Regions from separate parts of the Oryctolagus cuniculus genome. Here region 1 is linked to region 2. Evidence: chromatin contacts called from public Micro-C data. All regions are on one chromosome and are shown on one strand. Each heading gives the region's core, a stretch centred on a gene start, on an enhancer-like site or on the middle of the called end of the contact. The rest is flanking DNA. Distances are from core to core; before and after follow the strand shown.

Evidence for each region. A called contact is a pair of places that touch in the nucleus more often than the background predicts.
Region 1: a contact with region 2 is called in a Micro-C map of ear pinna, with 5 times the contacts expected there. The contact joins the promoter of PLBD2 here to the promoter of DDX54 in region 2. A contact is called at or near these places in 3 of 6 Hi-C or Micro-C datasets (ear pinna, psoas muscle and an unstated tissue).

The regions. Positions count from the first base shown.
Region 1 is chr21:10,375,579-10,382,033 of mOryCun1.1, reverse strand. It overlaps PLBD2 (phospholipase B domain containing 2), which reads right to left and starts at 2,337. Exons shown (of 12, transcript XM_051826590.2): 1 at 2,030-2,337. The coding sequence starts at 2,295. It overlaps LOC127484707 (a long non-coding RNA gene), which reads left to right and starts at 2,334. Exons shown (of 2, transcript XR_007911883.2): 1 at 2,334-2,889; 2 at 3,107-5,746.
Region 2 is chr21:10,249,677-10,256,443 of mOryCun1.1, reverse strand. It overlaps DDX54 (DEAD-box helicase 54), which reads left to right and starts at 4,935. Exons shown (of 20, transcript XM_008272276.4): 1 at 4,935-5,143. The coding sequence starts at 4,970. It overlaps RITA1 (RBPJ interacting and tubulin associated 1), which reads right to left and starts at 4,718. Exons shown (of 4, transcript XM_002719757.5): 1 at 4,518-4,718; 2 at 4,289-4,366; 3 at 3,674-4,006; 4 at 938-1,908. The coding sequence starts at 3,951. The coding sequence ends at 1,401.

The DNA of each region.
Region 1 (6,455 bases), core at 1,088-3,587, 130 kb before region 2:
CATCGGCAGCCTCCAAGCACCAAGTCCTAAACATTTCTGGGCTGCAGGGCGGGTGCTGGCCCACAGAGGGGAAGGATTACGGGGCAGAGAGAACTGATCCGACCATCTTGGGGCCCCCAGTGGCAAAATCTGGAGATTTTTTTTTTTAATTTTTTTTTATTTATTTATTTTGACAGGCAGAGTGGACAGTGAGAGAGAGACAGAGAGAAAGATCTTCCTTTGCCGTTGGTTCACCCTCCAATGGCTGCCACGGCTGGCGCGCTGTGGCTGGCACACCGCGCTGATCCGATGGCAGGAGCCAGGTACTTATCCTGGTCTCCCATGGGGTGCAGGGCCCAAGCACCTGGGCCATCCTCCACTGCACTCCCTGGCCACAGCAGAGAGCTGGCCTGGAAGAGGGGCAACCGGGACAGAAACCGGCACCCCGACCGGGACTAGAACCCGGTATGCCGGCGCCGCAAGGTGGAGGATTAGCCTAGTGAGCCGCGGCGCCGGCCTAAAATCTGGAGATTTCACAGGGAGGCAGAGGGACCCCAACTCCAGAACACAGGAGCCAACCCCGACCCACCCTCCCAGCGGGAGGCTGCCAATCGGGGCCAGGGCGCCCCACGTGTCTCCCTTCCTCTCATCCCCGAAGCTAAGGCTCTCCGAGGACCTCAGCCCCCCCACTCGTACAATCAGGACCCCAGCGTGGTGTCCCCGGCATCAGCAGCCTCCGGGCCGGCAAACATGGGGCCAGGGGTTGTGTGAGGAAGAGCCAGGAAGGGGAGCCGCCCGGGAAAGGTGTCAGGACAGCGCGTGGGCAAGAAACCCACAGGAGTCCCGAGTCACCTCTCGGGCCTCAGTCTTGCCAGCTGTGAAATGGGGGTCCCTCAGCAACCAACACAGGGCTCCCTGGAACCCCACTGACCTGCCACTGGGCTTTCGTTCTCCCCTTGGGGCAGCAAGCAGGGCTCGGAGAGGTGGGAAGATTCACCCCAGGTGGCACAGCAGTGGACCACGGTCAAGGTTTCCCATCACTCCCCAACTCCTCCCGGCTGGCCCCAGGCAGCTGTGTCCTGTCTGCTGGCCCCAGCCAGGCAGGACCACAAGCATACGTGACTCAGCAGTCGCACATCTCCTGTTCCCTCCAGACACCTGCCCACACTGTGGCCTCCTCCGCCCGGCAGGCTTCCCAGATCTGTTCTACCCGGCATCCATGTTTACGGAAAACCCACCCACCCCCAATCTCCTATCCGCCCGAGAGCCACCAAGCACCACCAGACTGGGGGTGTCCTCAGCCCTCCATGTCTCCCTAACTCCAGGAGAATCCGTGCAGCAAGATGGAAGGGGGCCACGCCCGCTGGGGGTGGGGGTAGGGGTGCTGAGCACTGGGATCCCCCAGGATGGGGTGGGGGCACCCCGTTCTCTGCCGTCCCCCAAGCAGGGCGCGACTCTGCTTCGCTTTCCCTCCCGACACCGTCTCTTTCTCCCACTCAGCGGGAACCGGCTGTGCTCTCAGCTCTGGGTCCCTAAGGTCCCTAAGGCCACGCACAAGGAGAACAAATGAGCACCAGCCCCGGGCAGGCCAGGGAGGGGCCTCACACAACTACAGCCCGGCCACGGGAGCCCAGGCAGGCAGGGGAGTCAGGAGAGGGTCCCCGCAGCAGCAGGCGCGGCGGTCTGACCGCCCGCACGGGGCACCTGCGCCCACAGCATCCGGGCCGAGGACTGGCGCGCCCGCGAGGACACACAGCTGGGTCTCTGTGAGGTTAGAGACCCTGCGCTTTCCGACAGGCCTGGAAGCCAGGTGCGGACAGGCACAGAGAAGCGAGCCGGGGCTGGGCTGCCAGGGCTGGGGCTGGCCCGCGGGGCAGGACCGAGGGGGCGGCGGCGGGGCGCTGGACTCTGGGGACAGAAGTGCTGAGGGCCCGGGACTGGCCCCAGGAGGGAGGGGCGGCTCCAGGGGGCCCCCACCCCCACCCCAGCCGGGGACCTGCGGCCTCGGGGCGGGAAACGGACCCCCGCGCGGGGGCGGGCCAACCCTCACCCGGTCTCGTGGATGGCGTTGGTGAGGTTGGCCCAGGCCACGGCGTCGGGGTGGCGACCGTCCACCAGGCGCAGCTGGCCCGTCGCAGCGTCCAAGAGGGCCGAGCGGCAGCAGGAGGCGGGCGGGGACGGGGGGTCGCGCTGCTCGCCGCCGCCCGGGGCCGGGGCCGCGCCCGCCAGGCCGCCCAAGAGCAGCCCGGTGAGCAGGGCCAGAGCCAGCGCCCGGGCCAGGCGGCCGCCGGCACAGCCGTCCCTCGGCGCCACCATGACCGCGGGAGCGGCGCGCCGCAGCCCGCGTCACGTGACTGCGCCGCGCCGGGGGCGGGGCTTGGGCCGAGCGTTTCCGGGATGGGCGGGCCCTGGGAGGGGTGAGCGGTAAGGGGCGGGGCGCGCCTTAAAGGGCCCGGCGCCGCTTTCGGTCCACGCACACCCAGCGAGAACTTTTTACTTTGCAAGTGTCCAACCTCGAAAAAAGCTGCGATAGTAGGCAATGCCCATACGCCCGCCATGAACTGACTGTCACGTTTAAGTGACTTCTCTATCTGCCTAACGCTGCTGAATGAGTTCAGCCAAGTCACCACCACGCAGTGACGTCATCCTCACGGTCGGCCCTCCAGGGCCCAGAGAGTTCGAAGACTTCACTGCGCCTGCACCGGCGGCGGCACCGGCTCTGCGTTCGCTGTCACACACTGGAGTGGATTCGGAGGACGCGGGAGGCTGTGGCTCACACGCACTATGACGTCACTGATGGGGCGCGGGCGCGCGTGACGTGGGTAGAGCGGCAGGTCGCCAACTACTGCGCGCTGTCCCCTCGAGCATGGTCTTGATCGCGGTTCGTAGGTCTGGAACTTTCCCCCGGAGGTGGGCGTCCGCGCCCCGGCTCAGGACGCCGCTGCCCGCTCCAGCTCGCGGCCACGGTGGTGGCTCAGCGCCTGGGCCCTGCACCCGCGCGGTTGGAGCTCCGGGCCCCGGCCGGTGTGGGCCTGGGGGGTGGCCAGCAGGCGGGAGCTCGCTCTGTGCGTGTGGATGTCTGTCTCTCCGTCGTTCCAATTAAATAATTTGTCACTTATCATTTCAGAACCCGCCTACCTCGCATCAAGTGCAGGACTAAACCGATCAGGATGTCAGGGCAGGAGACGGAGCAGGCGAGGCTGAGGAGCCCGGGCGCCTCCGTCTGGGTCTGGGGGGGTGGGGTGGGGGCTGAGAACTCGGCCCTGACGCCTGCATTGGCCGCAACTTCGCGTCAAGCTCGAGACAAAGTGGGAGAAAACATTCGCATCGCGTAGAGTCCAGAAAAAGGGCAAAGATCCAAAGATCCTCAGCGCGGAACCGCAGAGCCATGATGGGGGCGGGGAGTCTGAAAACCAGACCGAAAAACTGGGCAAGAAAAACCATGAATGTGCAATTCTTGAAAAAAGACCTAAGAACATGTGTGCCCTGGAGAGCCATCTTGACTGTTAAAAAAAAAAATAAGTTAGGAATGATGTTTAGAAGATTTATTGTATTCATTTATTTGAAAGGCAGAGATACGGAGAGAGAGGGAGAGACAGAGACAGAGAGAGAGAGAGGTCTTCCATCCGCTGGTTCACTCCCTAAATGGCTGCAATAGCTGGAGCTGGATGGGTCCAAAACCAGGAGCCAGGAGCTTCTTCCAGGTCTCCCACGTGGGTGCAGGGGCCCAAGGACTTGGACCATCTTCTACTGCTCTCCCAGGTGCATTAGCAGGGAGCTGGATCGGACGTATGGCAGCCAGGACTTGAACTGGCGTCCGTATGGGATGCCCGGCTGAGGGCCGTGGCCTTACCCACCACAGGGCCCCAGCGCCGGTGCCAAGAATGACCTAAACTGGTGGGAGGCGCTCGCTTTATTCGCCATAGGAGAAATGGAAGCTGTGCAGACAGCCGCGCCACGGAGGCGATGTCACAGGAATGTAGAGTAGGAACGGGGGAGGCTGAGTGAGGGGTGCGATTTTTTAAAGAGATTTGTTTACTTAGAAGGCAAAGCGACTGGCATTGAATAAACCGTTGGGGGGCAGGTGTTGGGCTCGGCAGCTAAGTTGCTGCCTGGGGTGCCCACAGCCCTACCAGAGCGCCTCGTTCCAGCCCCCGCTGCTCCACTTCCGATCCAGCTTCCTGCTCACATGCACCCTGGGAGGCAGCAGCCACGGCTCGAGTCCTGGGGTCCCTGCCCCCGCCCGCGAGGTCCTGATTGAGTTCCGGGCTCCTGGCTTTCACGTGACCCGGCCCAGGATGTCGGGTGCTCTGGTGGGGACCAGCAGATGGAAGCCGTCTCTCCATCGGTCTCTGCCTTTCAACTAGAAACAACGGTGAGCACACATTGAAGAATAAAGCTGCAGGCGCCTGAGTGCTCTGACATCACGCTGCCTTGTCCACAGCAGGCGCTACCCACAGACACACGGCACACCCAGTCGGGGTCTCTTCTCCCTAGAGGGAGGCCAGGCGATGGCCTGGAGGTGGCGGTCACACCACACCCTGCGGTCTTTCTCCGGCCGAGCGATGCTGCAAGCCAATTCTGAACCCGTGGACCCATGTGGGCTCTGACGCTGACACCAGGAGCAAACCAGCAGGTGAAAGATCCCCCCCATCTCTGTTTCTCTGCCTTTCAACTTAAATGAAAATTCAAAAAACATTTTTAAAGAGAAAAAAAAAAACGCCAAAGCCAGGACAGCTGAATGAGGAAGAGGAACCAGCCAGCCATGAAGAAATCTTGGGCAAGAGCCTTCCAGACAGAAGCAAGGGCGGCAGTGTGTGCAAGGGTCCTGGGGCACCGAGGAGCTTGCCTTGTTGGGAGGACAGAAGGGAGGACCCTGAGGGCAGGGTGGCGACGTGAGAGAGGGGAGGACTCCTGGCTTGCCACAGAGTAACCCCCCAAAGCTTCCTCCAGGCGCCTCCCCCCACTGCCTGCACTGCCGGTGAGCTGAGCCCCCTCCTCACCCTCTCAAAGGACTCCGTTGCTGTCAGTACCCACAGTACCCATCATCGCCATATTTGCTAATCATATACTGGGTGTCACAATCACCCGGGAAGTTCCCACTGCCACTGTTCCAATTGTGCAGAAGGGGAAACCTGTTCAAGCAGATGACCTGACTTGTCCCCGTCACAAAGCCTGCAGAGACAGCACTGCGGATGCTACCCACTGCGGCCACCAGGGGGCGCACCTCGCCCGGTCCCACTTGCTTGCCCAGGCAGTGTTTCACACCTGGCGGACAGAGGCCAGACTGGTGCCGCCCGCAGCAAGCGTCCCTGCCCCAGCCCTGTTTCCTTAGGGTCCGTGGTCTGAGTGACGTCAGCACTCCGAGCCAGGAGGATCCAGCCGGCTGCACGAGGGTTGGCACTGAGTGCACTGAGACACCACCCCGGGGCTGCCTGAGGATGCCTGGGGCTCAGTCCCGGCTCTGCTCCTCACCCCGCTTCCTACCAATGTGCACCCTGGGTCTAGCCGCTCTGGAGATCCAGCTGGTAACCACTACCTAGAAGGGACCCAAAGCTGACAGAGTGAGGCGATGGCCGGGGTCTCGCCAAAGCTGACCCGGTGACCGTGCCAGTGGCAATGGCCCCGTGGAAATGCACATCTCGGACAGGAGCAAGTGCCGGCCGCGAAGCCCGCGCCATCTGCTGGAGCTGCTGACTGCTAAGTGGCGCCTGCCCTGGACCTGCGGTGCAGAAACGCAAGCCCCTGTCACAAGGACGTCTCGGAACTGTGTTCTGGTTGTGTTCATTTACGTATCTGAAAGGCCAAGTGAGAGAGAGGTTCGCTCCCCAGGACCATAGCTGCTGCCTCCCAGGCGATGGAAAGGAAGTGGAGCTGAGACTCGAACCCAGGCCCCGTAGTCTGGGAGGCCGGCATCCCAGCTGGTATCTTGACCACTGCACCCAGCCCCCACCCCACTCATTTCTGCTGGTTTGGGGTTGGGTGCAGCACAGCCTGCCGGGGTGCCGAAGGCACCTGTGTGCCCAGCGGCACAGGCTCCAGGGTCCTTGCTCCTCGGCCTCCCTGGACTACACCCCCACCCCCGCACTCACCGTGTTCCCCAGCTCCCTCCCTGGACTGCGGCGTGGCGGCAGCGGCCACTTCCCAAAGGCCGACCCCCTGGACCTTGTGTCTTAGGCGCAGGATCGGGGTGCGGAGGCTTCCTTCTCAAGGGGAGGGGACGGCCGTGTCCGGGCACTGTGCGCCAGGCGCTGCGTCAGGTCCACAAGAGTCAGGAGGGGGCGGACGGCGGTCGGAGGCCCAATGGTGACCGTAGCCGCGGCAGCTTCCGGGTGTCCCACTCCATGGCCCGCTGAGTACCGGGTGCCCCAATTTTTCAGATGAGGAACGTGTGGCTCAAATGGATAAAATGATGGCTCCAGGGTGGCCGGGGCACAGCAGAGCTGGCATTGACCTGGGTCTGGGTGGCCCCCGGC
Region 2 (6,767 bases), core at 3,686-6,185:
CTGCGTGAGCCTCACAGGGCACCGCAAACAGGCCACGTGGTGCCTCCCGTGCTTGCCTGAACGCTGTGTGGCGTGTGACTGGTCATTTACAAGCGGTACCACCGGGGCTGGGGCAGGCACTTGGCACAGGGGTCTCGGTGTTGCTTGGGATGCCACATCCTTCCAGAGGGCCTGGGTTCCAGTCCCAGCTCTGCTTCCAAATTCCATTTCCTGTGGACGTGCACCCTGGGAGGCAGAGGTGTGGCTCCAGCAGTTGGTCCCTGCCTCCCACACGGGGGGACCTGGAGTGAGTTCACAGCTCCCAGCTCCGGCCTGGCCCAGCCCCACTCCCTGCAGGCACTTGGGGGGGTGTCTGTCTTTCAAATTCAAATAAAAATCGAAGCCACTTTTCAGTCCTCCCAAGACAAACGCGCCCACATTGTGCTGCAGTGGGTTAAGCTGCTGCCTGCGATGCCAGCCTCCCGTGTGGGAGCCGGTTCGAGTCCTGGCTGCTCCACTTCCAATTCAGCTCCCTAACAATGCGCCTGGGAAAGCAGCGGAAGATGGCCCAAGTATTTGGGCCCCTGCCACTCACTTGGGAGACACGGATGGAGGTCCAGGCTCCTAGCTTTGGCCTGGCTCAGCCCCAGCTGTTGTGGCCATCTGGGGAGTGAACCAGCAGACGGAAGACTCTCTCTGTAACTCTGGTTTTCAAACAAAAAAATCTTTAAAAAACACACACAAACCAGTTCAGTGCGGTCTACATTCTGAGCTCAGGGAGGAACCAGCTGACCTACTAGGCAGCAGCTCTGGCTGAACACGGAAGGAACAAAGAAGCCAGGCCCCGCCCAGCTTGCCCCTTCCCCATGCGAGCAGTGGGCGTTCTGTAACTTCGTTACTTAAATCGATTCAGTTCCAAAAAAGGCCTAATGGGGAGAGAAAAAACTACAAGCACCTATGGCTTTGCTGTGCTGCCGATGTATTTACTACATGAACATAAATACATGATTGCTAAAACGGAACGTGTTCACCCACGCATCCCCCCGGTGCTCCCGCGCTCCCTGGGGTCCCCGCACAGCCCGGGAAGCCCTCGGAGGCCACTGGACAGCTGGAAAGGAATCCTCAGCGGGAAGCTCGACTCGAGGGACGGACAGGGAACAGGCACCCCACACAGGTGTGCACACTGGGCCGCAGAACCGCCTGGCGGATGGAGAGGAGGCAGGGCCCTGGGCTGGCACTGGTTTTGAGTGAGGCTGGCACAGAGCGGGAGAGAGGCCTCTCCAAGGATGGCCCCCAGTACACGCTGGGGTGAAGCAGCAGGGGTAAGCAGGGCTGGTTGGTCCCGGGGGCTTCTCCCATGCCTGCGGGTGACCCAGGCTGTGCTGCTGGTCTACCGGGATGACCCCAGCCACGAGAGGCCCTCATCTCCAAGGGGGCTTTGGTTTCTGGGTCTCTGCCCCTCGTCGGGGGGTCGCTGGCACTGAAACACTGACGGAGAGAGCCCTGGGCGTCACCAGCGGGCTCCGGAAAGTCACCCCAGACGCAGGCGGCCTGGGGTCCCGGGGCTCACGTGTGGGCGGGGCACGGGTAGTCGGGGGGCCAGGACTGGGCACGCTGAGGAGAGTGAGGGACTGGGAGCGTGCCCGCCCCGGGGGGCGTGGGGAGCCCTCGCCGCCCAGGGACCGCCTCCTGGAGTCTGCCACCTCCCTGGGCTTGGTCTCCGGGGCAGCAGCCGGGTGGACGGCTCGCAGCGGGGTCTCCCTGGGGCGGGGTGACTGGCTGCCCCTGGGGGTCGGTGGCGGCGTCCAGAGGAGCGCGTGGAGTTTCGCGGTGTTCCCCTTCTCTGTCCACGGGGCCTCCCAGCTGCTGCCTTCACATCGCCGGCCAAAGAGTGACTCGTCGCAGTGAGACGGGGTGTGGCTGAGCAGCCTGGCCGAGGGGAGAGAAAGGCAGGGGGCGGCACTGTGTCCCGAGGGGCCCCTGCCACCCAACCCGGCGCCCACAGGGACACCCAGGCCTCTCAGGTTCCTGGGGACCCCTCGCTCCTGCTGCTTCCCCAAGAACCGCCCCGGCCCCCTGCATCCTGACCCCCATGCCCTGCCAATTTGCATATTCCATCCCCCTGGCCACACTGATTGGTCCAGAGGAGGCCACATGACCTAGGTCTGTCCCAGGCTGCCACCCAGAGTTGCCCTGTGCTAAGCTGACAGTCTGTGGCCATCTCGCCTGTCCCGGGGACCTGGGAGATGCAGGGGGAGGCGGCACCGACAGCCCCAGCGGCAGTTTGAGCCCCAAATGCCCTTTTGCTGCTCAAGCCAGTTTTTTCTGTCACTTGCAACCGAGAGTCCCCATCAATCTAACCATAGTCTTTATGGTTTCCTGCTGCTCCTGGAGGCCTTGTCCGCTAACCCCTCTGCCGTCCCGCGGCCCCGCGCAGCAGCTTGAGCCCATGACGAAGCCGGCCGGGCCCCTCCCCCAGAGGAGCTTTTTAAATGTGCAGTGTGTGCACTTCCACAGTCCCGGGCCTCGGCGCGTCACCTGCCTTACCGCACCATTTCTCAGGACGTGCACATCCAAATGGGCCCCGTAGTACAGGGCAGGAGACGCGGGCCCCACGGCAAGACCGCGGCAGAGACCGGAGTCAACCAAGGATCCGCGTGACGGCCTGAGCTTCAGCAGGCTCTCATCTTTAATGAGAATCTTTCGGCAATTATGAAGTTTTTATTATCATTAATCCAGCAAATAGTCAGAGCCCAGCTACAGGGCGCCAGGCCAGGCCTGGTGAGTTCTGGCCAGGACTGAAAGTGCTCCCGTCGCGCACTGCGCGTCTTTGGGAGGACGGCCTTTGGCCACCCGGTTTTGACGCCTGTGTCTGATGGTCCCAAGGTGTCTGTGCCCCACCTGCGAGTGAGCAGGGGGGTGGCCGTCACCTCCCCGCCAGGGCCATCACGCTTGGATGTGCAAGCCCAGAGCTAAGGCCCGGGAGAAAGCAAGGCTGAGCAAGGCTGCCAGCACCCCGGCTTTGGACTCACAGCCCCCACAGCTGTGCTGCCCCGAACCTGGACCGAGCCTGGACTGAGCCTGGATCCAGCCTGCCCCGAACCTGGACCGAGCCTGGACCGCGTAAAGCTGTGGCGTTTGGTTATGGCAGTCTGCACTCACCAACCTATCAGCCTGCTGAGTTTTTGTTCAAACCCCCGGTGACAATTAAAAACAAAAACAAAAACAAAAACAAACAAACAAACAAAAAACCTGTGGCTCAAGACCAGACACCTCCCTCCAGACTCAGATCAGAAATAATCCCGGGAACGGAATTAGACAACGACCTCTCAGCAACTTCCGGTTTTTGAAACTGCCCGCGAAAACGCAGCAAGACCCACTTTCAAAACCACCTGCTGAAATCCGGGCCGCCCACGCGCTCACGGCTCCGTGGGTCCATCGCAAATCTCGGTTGTCCCAGAGACCCCACCCCCGGGCCTCGCACCCCGTCTGCACTGGGGGCTTGGGACCTCACCTCCTGCCCCCGGGCATGGCTGCTGCCTTGTCCAGTGTTGGGTTCCTGTGCCCCCCACTCATCTGTCCCCCCTCACCAGTCCTACCAGGGAGGATCCCTGGTCCTGTCTTCCGCACGGAGCGCGGCGAGGTCAAGGTCGGGCTGCAACAGGAACACAGGTGCGTCTCCCCAGCCCCTCACCTGTATTTATTCTTCTTCTTGGGCGTGAGGGTGGAGGCAGCGCCCTTGGCCGCGGTGGTCTCACAGCTCCCCTGGGCTGCCGCGCCCACTCCTCTGGCTGGGCCGGCCTTCTCCTTCACCACCCAGGGTGGGTCAAAATCTGGTGGGCGAAGCTGGGTGCCCGCAGGCCTGCCAAACAGCGTCTCATCCACATAGGACGGCCTGGCCCTGAGCCGGCCTCGGCGCTGAGGGCGGAGGGTCTGCATCCCGCCGGCGGCCAGCTCCTCCGGGGGCTTCATGCTGGCCACAGTCCCGGGCGACGGCAGGTGTGCCAGGCCCCGCCTCCAGGGCTCCCTGCGCGAGAGGGGGTCAGGGAGGCCGAGCTGAGCCAACAGCAGGGCTCCCGGACAAGGCCAGAAGGCCTGGCTCTGCCCGGACCGCGCGGCCCGAGGGGCGTGCCAGCCCGGGGGCGTTTCGTTTGTTTTCGGTTGTCACGCTGGGGAAAGGGGTGCCGCTGTCCAAGGTGTAGCGAATAAACAGACGGGCACTTCCGGAAACAGGATGCGCTCAGCAGACACGGGCGGGCCGGGGGTACGGAGGGGAGACGGGCAGCCGTCCACCCGACCCCACGCCTACCTCGCGCCAGCAGCTTGGCAGGCATAGTCCCAGTTAATCCTCGCCAAAGCGCCGCGAAGTAGCTCCGGACGCGCCCATCTGCAGGATCACAAAACCGAGGCTTTAGAAGAAGCGCCGCGCGCAGGCCGCACCTAGAAAGCTGAAGCGGGGGAAGCAGAGGCGAACCCGAGGACCGTGCGCTTGGCCAGCAGACTCACAGCCCACGAACCGACGCCGCAGGTCCCCGCACCTGAGCTCCCCGGCCCGCGGGCGGCGCAACACCGCCCTCGCTCCAGGGCCCGGACTCTGCGGCGGGTCCCCGGCGGCGCTCGGCGCATCCCAGGGGTCCCCCGGGCCCAGGACCCCACCGCGGCGACCCCGGGCAGCAGCGGCCTAGCGAGCAGCCCGGGGCACGCGCAGCAGCCACGGCGCGCTCTCCGTGGCCCGGCCCATCAGCGGCCCGGGAGGAGCCGCGCTCCCCTGCTCCCCTCTCCCCGAAGCGCGGGAGCTGGGCACGTCGCACCGGCCGGGAGCGGGCGGGCGCGGGTGGCCTAGGCCTCCGGCGGCCGCTGGCGGGCGGCGCGCGCGTCCGAGGCTGCGTGGCTCCGTGGCCCGTGGCCGCGGCGCACCCCCACCCCGGCTGCGCAGTTGGTTCGTTCCACAGACTCCGCCCACTTCCGGGTTCCGGGAGCTGGGTCCCGCATGGCGGCCGGCAGGCGCACGGCGGCCGGACCTCGGTCGCGACCCGCCATGGCGCAGTGGAGGAAGAAGAAGGGGCTCCGGAAGCGCCGAGACGCGGCCTCCCAGGCCCGCGACAGCGACTCGGAGGACGGCGAGTTTGAGATCCAGGCGGAAGATGACGCCCGGGCCCGTAAGGTGGGAGCGCGAGGTGGGACACAACGGCGGGGCCCGGGCTCCGGGCAGCACCCCGCGGCTCGGTTCCCCGAGCTGGGGAGTGGGCTCGGCCAGCCCGGGCACGTGTCGCCCCCCGGGTCCGGCGGCTCCCAGGGACCCGGCCTGCCGGCCTCCGGCTGGCTCTGGTCGCGCTCCCCTCATTGGCTACCTCCTGCCAGGGGGCGTATCCGAGTGCCCGCTCGTCCAATGAAAAGTGCGGGTGCGGACACCCGACTTGGGAGAGTTTGGGGAGTCTCGGGGAGGAAGGGGCGGGTGGTTTGAGCCAGTGGCGTCCCCAAGTCCCTGAGAAAGTACCATTAAATTAAGCAGTCGGTCCTGTACGCTTGTGCCGGGCTCCCTCACGTTAACCCTAAGTACTGGAACCCCCATTTCCCAGAGGGGAAATCGAGGCCGAGAGGGGTTACGAAACCTGAGCATGACCTCGGCTTACGACTGGAACAGCAGATTCAAGCCCGGGTGGTCTGGGTCCGAAGCCTGGGACCTTTGCACTGTTGAGTGACAGATCCACGCAAATGGGGGTGGGCGGGTGTTTGGCAGGTGTGAAGCCCCGAGGGCCGGAGAGCTGTGCCCGCCCGGCAGGGGCATGGGTGCCTGGGGGAAGAGGCAGGGCCGCGCCGCGGGGCTTCCCCACTCTGGCAGGGCCAGCGCCAGGCGCTCAGGGGTCCCACCAGAGCAGAGATGGTGAGGAGGGACCAGCACATGGAGGTCGGGGGCAGTAAGTGTGGGCTTCAGCCCAGCCCGGCGTCGGGTCCTGCCCAGCCTTGTGCCGCCCCGTGCCTCAGTTTCCAGCCTGTGCGGGGCTGTGGCCGCAGGTGCCCCAGAGAGGAGGCGGCCTGGCTCAGGCAGTGGGGCTGGGCCTGGGTGCGTCCCCCTGCCGGGGGCCAGGTGAGGTCACTGTCGTCCGTGTCTGGTCCCCCCCCCCCCTTTTTTTGAGTAGCTCTATAAGACATGAACACCTCTTAGCTCACCCATTGCACAAGGCGGGCTGGGCTCTGACCCGGAGGGTCGTGGCGGGGGTCAGGGGTCCTGGGGGAAGGAATGTGGATCCCGAAGCCGGAGCTCGAGTCTCTGACCCCCTCGCTGCTGGCGATGCGCCCTCCGGAGTCACTTCCGCTCCCGCCTCCGTAACACACAGCGCCCACGCCCTCCTCGCGGAGCCGCTGTGGGGTGAAGCGGGGTGATTCCCGCCCTGATGGTGAACCACGGCCCCGCAACCCAGGAAGGCCTCTCAGAGGAGGCATCCGGGTTAGGTCTAGCTGGGTCCTGGGTGCAGGGAGAGGCCGGGCCCAGGAGAGGAGGGTCAGGTGATGGGTGGGTGGGTGGGGCGGGAGGGGCTGGGCAGCTTGGGAAACCTGGTGCCCCTCAGATCCTTGGCTCTGCGTGACGGCCTTGAACGAGAGGCAGCCATAGTGAGAGGGTGCCGGCGGTGCTGCCAGGCCTGTGCGGGCGCCGAAGCCTCGACCCTCCCGTCGAGGCCCAGGCTGTCACACGGTCGCCTTCCTCCAGGCGCGGGTCTCACCGCCGGCAGGTGACAGAGACCCGCCCGCTCTGAGCGCCTGCCCTGGCCCGCCGGTCCCAGGAGCGC